2 separate regions of the Bicyclus anynana genome follow, and region 2 is linked to region 1. The links are chromatin contacts, called in public Hi-C maps. All regions are on one chromosome and are shown on one strand. Each heading gives the region's core, a stretch centred on a gene start, on an enhancer-like site or on the middle of the called end of the contact. The rest is flanking DNA. Distances are from core to core; before and after follow the strand shown. Region 1 overlaps LOC112055887 (protein bunched, class 2/F/G isoform-like). Region 2 overlaps LOC112055887 (protein bunched, class 2/F/G isoform-like).

Evidence for each region. A called contact is a pair of places that touch in the nucleus more often than the background predicts.
Region 2: a contact with region 1 is called in a Hi-C map of whole larva, with 3 times the contacts expected there. The contact joins two enhancer-like sites. A contact is called at or near these places in 2 of 2 Hi-C or Micro-C datasets (whole body and whole larva).

The regions. Positions count from the first base shown.
Region 1 is chr1:3,232,502-3,237,655 of ilBicAnyn1.1, forward strand. LOC112055887 (protein bunched, class 2/F/G isoform-like) reads right to left here. Exons shown (of 3, transcript XM_052882757.1): 3 at 1-1,481. The coding sequence ends at 1,269. Among protein-coding and RNA genes, the nearest start is that of LOC112055171, 6.5 kb to the left of the region's middle. Within about 2 kb of position 2,285, at least 8 of the 8 cell types and tissues checked have open chromatin away from gene starts, as enhancers often do.
Region 2 is chr1:3,338,680-3,343,833 of ilBicAnyn1.1, forward strand. The region is part of intron 1 of LOC112055887 (protein bunched, class 2/F/G isoform-like); the gene reads right to left. Among protein-coding and RNA genes, the nearest start is that of Trnak-uuu, 20 kb to the right of the region's middle. Within about 2 kb of position 2,197, at least 2 of the 8 cell types and tissues checked have open chromatin away from gene starts, as enhancers often do.

The DNA.
Region 1 (5,154 bases), core at 1,035-3,534:
TAGTGTAACCTCTATCTATTATCGTTTATAAGTATAGGGTTGGAATAAAAATAGTTTGTTTTTTTTTTTCATTATTTTTAATTTCAGCGTGCAAAATCCACTAAAGCCAGCGTTGAAGAGACTACCACTCTCGCAACGGCTATTTTCTAAACGACTCTTTAATCTTTAGCAACTAACATCAACTGCTGACCGTATCTCCGAACATTACTAACTGTATTTCATTAAACTAACGACTAAACGAAACATCACACATTCAAGACCTATGGACAGATCATTTCATGAGAGGCCTAAAGGTTAACATGAATTTTCGATGGCGAGGAAATACTGACGGAAAACATACTGAAATATTCATTTATAGTTCTGTAAGCAACCGGTAGAAACTTCAGACGTATGGTATATATAAAAATGCGATGAATCTTCGTATATAACTTAACAGTCAATCAATAACATTAATGGAACTCCCAATTTATTTTGTGGGGAAATGACATGCAAGAAATGTATAATATAGCAATAATATTAACAAATTTTATAAAACCCAAGAACGTATCTGTCTGTATACATTCAGGGACCAAAGCATATTCAACAATCAACGGAAACGCTCGCACATATCTAAGAATCTCTTCAATCTAACGGATAAAACCTAAAATACACATTATTCATAAATCCATAAAACAACTAACTGCAGAGTCAAGTTCACATCACAATGTCATTTTATTGTGTTACAATACGTTTCTTTTTAAAACTCGATAAATAACTTAACTTACAATAGGTACCTTTAAAAAAATATTAAATAAATTAACAGTCATTGTTCAATAATGCGTGTATTATTTAACTATTTTATTTTAATTGATATATCTATCATATAAACACACGACTTAGAGATATAATGTTATGCGCAGTAGTAGGTACACGTTACGAACGTCGGTGCTCACAGTCGCACGTATCCCGTATGCGGTGGACACACCGATCGGAAAGTATTTGTATCGTGAATCAGTTACGTGGACGAGGCGTCGCCGAGATGCGTAGCGGAAGCGTGGCGAAATTCTGCACCCTAAAGATTAAATAACGGGAAAATATACTTCTATTAGATCCAAGCAGTAATGTCGAAGCTCGGCGAGCGCGGGTGACGCGGGCGACGCGCTAACTACATCGCGGCGCGCGAGGCGGGCCGGCGGGCGCGCGCGCGGGTCAGCGGGCGCGCGCTCGGGCGGCGCGCGGGGGGCGGGCACAGCCGGCGGGCGGGCCGCGCGGCGGTGTCACGCGGCGCCCTACGACGCGGGCGGCTGCGGGCCCTGCGGCTGCGGCGGCGGCTTGGCGCCCACGGCCGGCAGCTGCGCCAGCGTGTCCTGGCTCGCGTGCGCGCGCAGGTAGCTGTTCTCCACCTCGAGCTGGTTGATCCTCTCCATCAGTTCCGCGATGCGCTCCTTCAGCACCTCCACCTCCTCGCGCACCGCGAACATCAAGTGGCTCTTGACCAGATCCTGTAACAATACAACGCGCATGTTAGCACCATCAGAATATTGGCCTAAATAGTGGTTTAATATATAATAATGCTAGATTAGTGCCTAATATAATATTGAATTTGCGTTGCGTGAATACATCAGAGATAACGGTGAATAAAAACAAAAGAGTAAAATGGGAAAATCGATAAGAAAAAGAAGAAAAAATAAAAGAAAGAGATGAAAAATAAATAAAAAAAAGAAACATAAATAATACTACATATTAATTAATCTATAATTTATAAAAATATAAAGATAATAAAATAAATATTCAAACTCAAAGACATCTGATATTAATAGCACGATATATTTTTATTAATTTAAATTTAATTTAAATTATTATAAAAGGTAAATAAATTTTTTTTTTTAAATCCAGACCATAATTCAAAATAAATTTACAAGTAGACTCTTGAGTAACGAAAAAAACATAAAAGAAATAAAACCGAGTATCTTGACTCTTGGTCAAATTATACGCTTCGACAACACTTGGAAAGTCGAACAAAGGACACAAATTAACAAAAACAAAAAACATCACCAACGTACTTTTGGATTGGGCACGACCACGTAACAGGGGTCCTTTTGACCTTTCTGTCTGACTTCGTAGAGGCAGGCATCGCGGGGTTTGATGACATCAATCATGTTTCAGAATTGAATGAACCGGTTTTTCAGGACGATCGAAACGCGTGTTCAGCCGACGATTAGCTAAGTGACACTGAGCGAGGGAGGACACAGACCGAGTGAAGCGACGTCGAGTAAACTCTGCGCGTCCTACCGGGCGACTGATGGTCTGAGCGCGCGCATGTCCTATTTAAAATGGCGGCTTGACACGTCACCGCCACGCGATCAGCGTATGAACCCCGTACTCGACAACACCGGCTGTATAGATATGTCGATAACAACAAAGCTCTTGTTTTCAAAGTTACATGTTCGCAGTAACATGAATAATTAATAATGAATAAATTTATGTTACAACATTTATCTCTATGTTTTATGGATTTTGTAATTGTTTTGTTTACCTTTGTTGTGGCAATCAAATCAAGTCTAACCGACCATACACTGATGTATGACGCATAGTTCAAAATAGGTAATTGTTCCTCATCAGGCGATGCAAAAGGAAAATTTTGCATTATAATAATTGTTAGAAACATCATCGCATCGTTCAATTATATTTCTATCTTCGTATTCAGCATTACTCATTGCTTCTTACTAGAACCTTCGATACATTGCTCGAGTTCAATCAGACTGGCAGACAGTAAATACGCATATATTGAATCTTTGTTAGCCAAATCATTTTTTGGATCTATCATAAGCGTTTGATAAATATCCTGTATTTCTTTGGGAGAGGCTCATAAGATAAAAGTTACTTTAAGTATGCTGGTAATCATTATACAAATTTTAATAGATCGTACGAGTAGGTACTTGTTCTAGATATGGATTGCAGACGTTGAGTTAATCTAACAGAGCAACATGTTATTATGATAATGTACGATGGGAATGCGGACACTAATCGCAATTATGATACAAGATTTGAATTAGAATCACATTAATTCAATTACCCACGTTAGCAATAGTTGGAGACAACGTACATGACTGTGTGTAATGCCAAGAATCTCCGCATTCACAATCTACCATAATAAAGATTGAAGTTTAAACTATGCATCAGTTTCTAGATCTACTTATTTACTTGGAATGTGGATTTTCTTACGTGAATGATTCAAGGTAGACCAAGTGCTTTCGTTTACGACACTAAATGTGGTATGCGTTAAATTTCCTCATTCTATAAATAGGTCCGATTAAAAATAAAGCAAACGATGAGGCATTCATGTGGGAGTTGCGACCTTCGGCAGTCGGGAAGAATATACACGCTCAATAAAACTGAACACTGGATTGTATCGGTTACCGTTGGCGGGACTGCGTCACAGATGCAGATTGACAGGGCGCCAATAAGTTCATTGAAACGAGTCGCATTATTAATATTCAATTGCTTGCAGCTTCTCGCAAGACTCTGACTTGTGATACAGCACCGACCTGTGTATGTGTACATAAACAGGAAACTAGCGATTAGATGAGCATCACTCATAATGGCACAAGCATAAATTAAACAGTAGTTATCGCGTGTCCCGATGTTTGCATGTCAGTGGGTAAATTAGATAACGAGGTGTATGTTTGTGGGGCATGAGAAGACGCGCGGTGTTTTATTCATATTATAACAGTACGCTATAACTCGAGATGAGGGTAGTGGAAATAAGTGCAACGTCCCCGTGGCGAGTGCAGTGAACTTTTTTGCAGTCACGTACGAAAATATAGAAAGCGATGATAATAAAATGGACGCAAGGGCACAAGCATTAAACCTGTCCCTCTGTATTAAACGGGTATCGAACTTGGAGAAACAAAGATAGCAGTGGTAATTTTTATACAGTGATAAAAAAACTATACAAAGTATTATACTTATATGTATATATATGTTTAAGTACAATAAAATTTACAAGAACATAAAAAAGTTTTATTGTAATAATGGGAAATTATTTATGCCTGATATCTCATGGAACGTTTAACGTTTATCGATTTACTAAAAATCCATCAAGATGATAATTAACAGCAAAAAAATCTAAACAGATAAAGAACCGGATAGAAACGTATAATCTGTTAAAATGATTATCAGAAAATATTACAACAAAAGTGTTTTTACTACATAGATAGGAGTAAACAAAAATATAGCAAACAATAATTAAAGATTCAAATCACATAATCTATACAACAGGTTTCGCCACTGGAATAAGTAAATACGACTTAAAAGAGTTAGAAACGGAGGCGGTCGAGCTTTATGGATGACATCATCGTCATATAAAGCAGCGGTCACGCTTTACGATTGAGTATAAAAACAGAAAGATCATAACGTTGCGTGCTACTAATGACAATTAAAACCCCAATTCTTTTGTTTACAAATTTGTTTGACCGATCACGTTGTTTAGGTTGTCGTTGTACACCAAAAATACTGTTTATCTTGTGATAAGTAGAGACTATTTTGAGTTTATCTTTTTGTCCTATTGAACTGCTATTAACATTTCTAATACTTTAATTAGGAAATGGTGGAAGATTTTTATAATTTTCTCGTTGTTTATCGTTTTTATATATCTTGTTTGAAGTTTCTGAATTCATAACATCGCTAATGCAAACAATGACACTACTAGTAAAATATGTTCAAATAAAAATGTATCATTAAAGAGTCAGTCGAACGAAAATAAAATTTGCGCCCTGAATTTAATTACACAGTGGGTCCGAGGTATTTCAAAAGCACATGCGCAAATATGTCTGCGGTAATATCTGGTTATATTCTTTTAAGATATTGCGTTCGTAAAGGTACAAGACAATGCGCTATTTATACTTATGACACGGTTTTATGGTTGTGGGTAACAACTAACAAGTGAAACTGATTCATCTGTTTTAATTTAAGTTATAATCAAAAAAACATTTAAAGAACATCTTACTTTTCAACTAAAGTCAAACTTAGATAAAAAATCCTAAAATATGGTTTTATAAAAACAGTTTTGCAATAATGAAATACATAACTTAAAAGTAAATCTATATATTGCACATATGAAACCTATACTAATATTATAAAGAGCTAAAAGTATTGAAGGGGGTAATCTCCCAA
Region 2 (5,154 bases), core at 947-3,446, 110 kb after region 1:
ATATGTAGGTAGTTAAAAACCATGCATGAGAGGTAAATGAGACACTCATACCCACAAATCATTTTTAATTTGCACATCATCCAAAAGCCACTACTTCTTCACGTGATTATTTTTGGTGTTTATTTTCAGGAACCATAAGCGACGCACGTGCAAAATACCATCCAATCTAATCGCGTTTCATGAATTTTAATAACAGTGTCACACCGGTATGCCGCACGTGGCATAGGTCCAGAACCAAAATTACAGCGGAAAATATCCACTGGAATATAAATTATTATTGGACGTACAAGCCGCGCAGTTTCATCGACGAACATGGATATTAAAAGGTAACATTGGTAGCAGAGAGGATAAATCCGCTTTCCCACTATGAAGCTGAATTACATTCTAGTAAGCTAGGTACTATCCTAGCTTACTAGGCTAAGGAGAATTGAATATATTTATGTGCTGCACTTTTTTATCCTGATATAAATGTAAACATTCCAGTTAAACTGTTTTGTATTTCAAAGAAACTCAACTCAACTCAAAGAAAGAGTTAAAAAAAAACTCAATCGTCGTAGTAGTATTTACGAACATTGGTAGTTATTGAGTGTATGTCATTTGATATGAAACAGGCCTCTGTGGCGCAGTGGTAAGCTCGGTGGATTTATAAGACGGAGGTCCTAGGTTCGATCGCCGGCTGGGCCGTTTGAGGTTTTGTTAATTGGTTCAGGTCTGGCTCGTGGGAGGCTTAGGCCGTGGGTAGATACCATCCTACCGACAAAGACGTACCGCCAAGGGACTTGGCGTTCCGGTACGATATCGTGTAGAAACCGAAAGGGGTGTCGATTTCCATCCTCCTCCTAACAAGTTAGCCCGCTTCCATCTTAGAATGCATCATCACTTACTATCAGGTGAGATTGTAATCAAGGGCTAACTTGTAAAGAATAATAATAATAATAAAATAACCAAATACCAAAAGCAATACCACTCTAACGCGGATTTTACTTTTACGTACGATATGGCACTGAATACGAAAATGTTCACACAAGCAGTTCGTTCTTATTAAATCTCCTTGACAATGACCGACAACAGGTGGTATTGAGTTTTAGCGAACCTGACAGGCTTCGACGGACATGGACGGAAGATGCTCAAGCGCCACGACAATATTTGCGACAAATTTCACCATCAGGATACAGTTTTATTTCGGGAGCTACATACTTGATGTCAACCAAAATTAGTAAGCATTAATGTGGTAAATGATCGTGTGTTGAAATTCTTACAAAAATAAAAGACCATGTGTTACATCTCTAGGGTAATAATAGATTTTCAAAACGCAAAATGTGTTCCTAATAGTAGGTACAAAATGCGACATTGGCAATGACGTAACTAGTTTTTATAAATATTTTATCATAATAAGGATATTTTCCTACAGATAGGCAAAATTAATATAAATGATTATATCATCTATTCCTAAAAATCTCTTAAATATGTATAAATTAATAATTCACATTTATATTAAAGGATTCTAAAAACATGATAGTGTTTTACATCTTTAAAACGCAAATAGTTTTGATACATATCCTAATGTAAACACACATGACGTAAACTAATGCCTAAAACTAATAATTTAATAATCAATTTTTTCCAGAACAGTCGATAGAAAATTTTGAAAGAATCTGAAAATACTGAAATATCTTAATTTTTGTAATATGCTCTGGTTCTTACCGCACCAAAATAAACAAGGCATTAACACGTCAATAGGGGTCTACGTCGGAGTTGCAGTCCTAGTTAGGACATACCTGTCAAGACAACTTGTCAACACATTAAAATAATCCTATTTAAAATCTATAAAGCAATGTTTACCACGTGTAATCCATTTTTCCTGACTAGTTAACCAAGGGAATTAAAGTAACAGAAAGACTAACTTCATAATAAAGTACTATTAATAAACGAGCAACCAGTTAGCAAGAAAAAACAAAAATCATAATACCAATAAAATTTAATGTAATATACTAAGTTCACGTACATACAAATTCTTAAAAAAATGTGGCTAAACATTAAGTAGCAGCAAAATTTATGAAGGTTTGATTAGATTTTCAAATTCCGTTCCGCTACCAAGTTTTTCATTAACAGAGCAACCGATAATTCTGGCTTCTGACATCGTCCGACAGTTAGCAGATTCGCTAAATTATTCAACTTTTCGGATTGTTTATTTTCGCTCCGGCTCCGGACTGGCGCCGAGCTCACCTTGACCGCGGCATGGGTACAACAAACCAATGAAATGTGACCTTCCATCCCTCGCAGAATCTTGTTAAAATTCAACACAACAGGTGAATCGCTTTGAAGCTGTAAAGTTCTTTTAATAGTGGATATATTAGCATGCTGTATGCATAAACGATGTTGATTCTAAGATATTATTCGTTTATGCGGTAAAGCTAGAGTGTTTGTGATGAATCAGTTTTATAGTAAACATAGCGTGATTGAGAGGCAATTCGACTCTAAACCTAATTAATTGACTTGTAAATTCTGAAAAATGCTGTTTTCTCATCATTAACCTATTCATAGTAAATTTAATGGATTTCAGAAAATCAAAAATTTATATAGTACGTACGCAATTGGATTTCCACGATTTCGCTTTAAAATTTTAGGTTTTTAAAATTATTGACTGCAATAACGGTAAAAGTAGAAATTAATACTCAGTCTAAAAGCACCATCGCCATCAACATCCGCGTAATCAATAAAGTAAAGACTTTTGATTAATAAGACCTCGATCAATTAAAAAAGGAATAGAATACGACACAGAACCCCGAACAACTAAAAAACCCAAGCAATAAATTAACTAGTTAACCAATTTACTTAATGGGAAATTGGTTTTGATCTATTAAATAACTCAATATTACCCTTATGTGTCATATACCTACTTCAATTATTTTAAACGATACTGTGGTTATACATTATCAAAACATAACACCACCAAATTCTACATCAAATATGTTTCTTTACTACGCCAGAAAAAAACAACGAAGTGTTACACAAGTTATAAAATCTCTAGTAAAACTAGTTTTCCAAGCAACACGGAAATAAATAGAAAAAAAGGATGATGTCACACATAAGACAGACGGCATCTTCGCACAATCTGGATTTAATAAATTACTCGCCAGCGTGAAATTAGAATGTTGATTGCGAAGAACCACACACACAAGTAGATTTCCATTCGGAAATAGTCGACAAGGACTTATGTGAAGATTTATTGAACATTACTTTTGTATTTTGAATTTTTGTTATGTAATTTTAATTTATATAATGAGTATAATTGTTATGACATTTGTTTCTGTAAATTGTTTAAACGTAATCTTTGTTAAAAATAATATAAAGATTAACGAACATTTGCATTTTGAATTTAATGAATGTAAAATTATTTTTAGAAAGACTAATAATATTACAAGCTTGTCGGATAAAAATCATGGCCCAAATTTGTTAGTTATAAAGACTAAGAATTAAAAGCCGGTGTTTTCTTGTGTAGTAGGTATTTTCACCTGAAATATTTTCAAAACAGTGTATATACCTTCTTTTGAAGAAATGGATGAACTAATCATACAACAGACAATATCTTTCACGATGTTTTAACGATACATCTGAACTGATTTATTATAAAAACAGTAGGTTATTTAGGTACGGTCTTTCAGCCACGGTACAGTCACCAACAGCTGGCGGAAACAGCGGAACACAAAAAAAATTAGATAAGATCATGGATATGCTACGACGCTACACGCCGTCTGCGGCTGCAATAATGCGTTTGCTTTGTCTATTTGAAATGTACTAAAATAAAAAATCAAAATTTAGTCATTAGATTCATATTTGGGTTAAAAAAATTTGACCACATTTCTGAATTTCGTGCTCAATTAAAATGGTTGACTATAGCTCAGCGTCGTAATTTTCACATACTTTCCTTGCTTTATTCTATACTTAATCACTATCATTCTCCTCCGTACTTAAAAGAAAGGTTTCACTTTCGCGGTTCTAACCACCTTCTCAATCATCGATACAGCAATGATAATAAGTTATCTATGCCATTTAGTCGGACTCACCGCTATAGTGAGTCGTTCACTGTTAAGGCGGTAAAACTATGGAATGCCGTGCCGCGGGATATTCGTCATTCTCAGTCGATTCATATATTTAGACGTCGTCTTAAAGACTACTTTTTATCACAGTAATATATTTAGGTATGTAATATCAATTTAAGTAAGTTTATTTTATTGTATATATATATACATATATATTATTAATGTTAATATTGGTATTTATGTATTTTAATTTTCTTAGTTTATGTAAGTATATTTCATTTATTTTTTATTGTACAGTATTTTAAGTCGATATTTGCGCACCAACCACTTCTCTTTGTAAACGTGAACTCCTTATAATAACGGTTGCCTGGAAGATATCATTTTAGAGATAAGGCCGCCGTTACACCATTGTTTGTATTTTACTTGGTTTGTTTTTGTAAAATTTTGTTATTTTGTTTTGGTGTAATAAAGTGTTTTATTATTATTATTATTAAAATACTAAAACTCTGTCAATGAATTTAATTTTTTATTTTTTTATTGGAGATGCGCAATAAAATAGTTTTTTTTAATACTAATTATTATTATACAAAATAAGTCTTGACCAGTCTGGATGCCGTTATATCGGTGTTTAAACATTTCTAATTCCTAAAATAACTGTTTTGTATGACATATTTCGCCATCCGAAAACAATACAGATCAACACCAACACCAATTCTATGTCACCAGTTACTGAAAAACCAATAATACCTTAAATCAATTAATCATAGATATAAATATAAAATCCGTTGCCAACTGTACGATATTCATCGTCATCTGCACAATTCGGTCCACCGTGGGTGGTTAAGGATCGTGAGCAGTGTTGCTCACTAATGCGATTGTTTCCGCTGCTATAATTGCTACAGTAATAAATAAAATTTGCTCTTTATTATTTTCTGGAAATTCATTGTTCGTATTTCAAAATATATGTCCTTGAACATTTTGTCGATTTAAATATTAGACATAATTTCATCACAATTCATCACAGATTTTTGGAAATTGCTGTAAATGGAGCTAGGGCCAGGGCCAGGGCCAGGGCCAGTTTATTTAACCCAATTTAACTCTTTCTGGCATG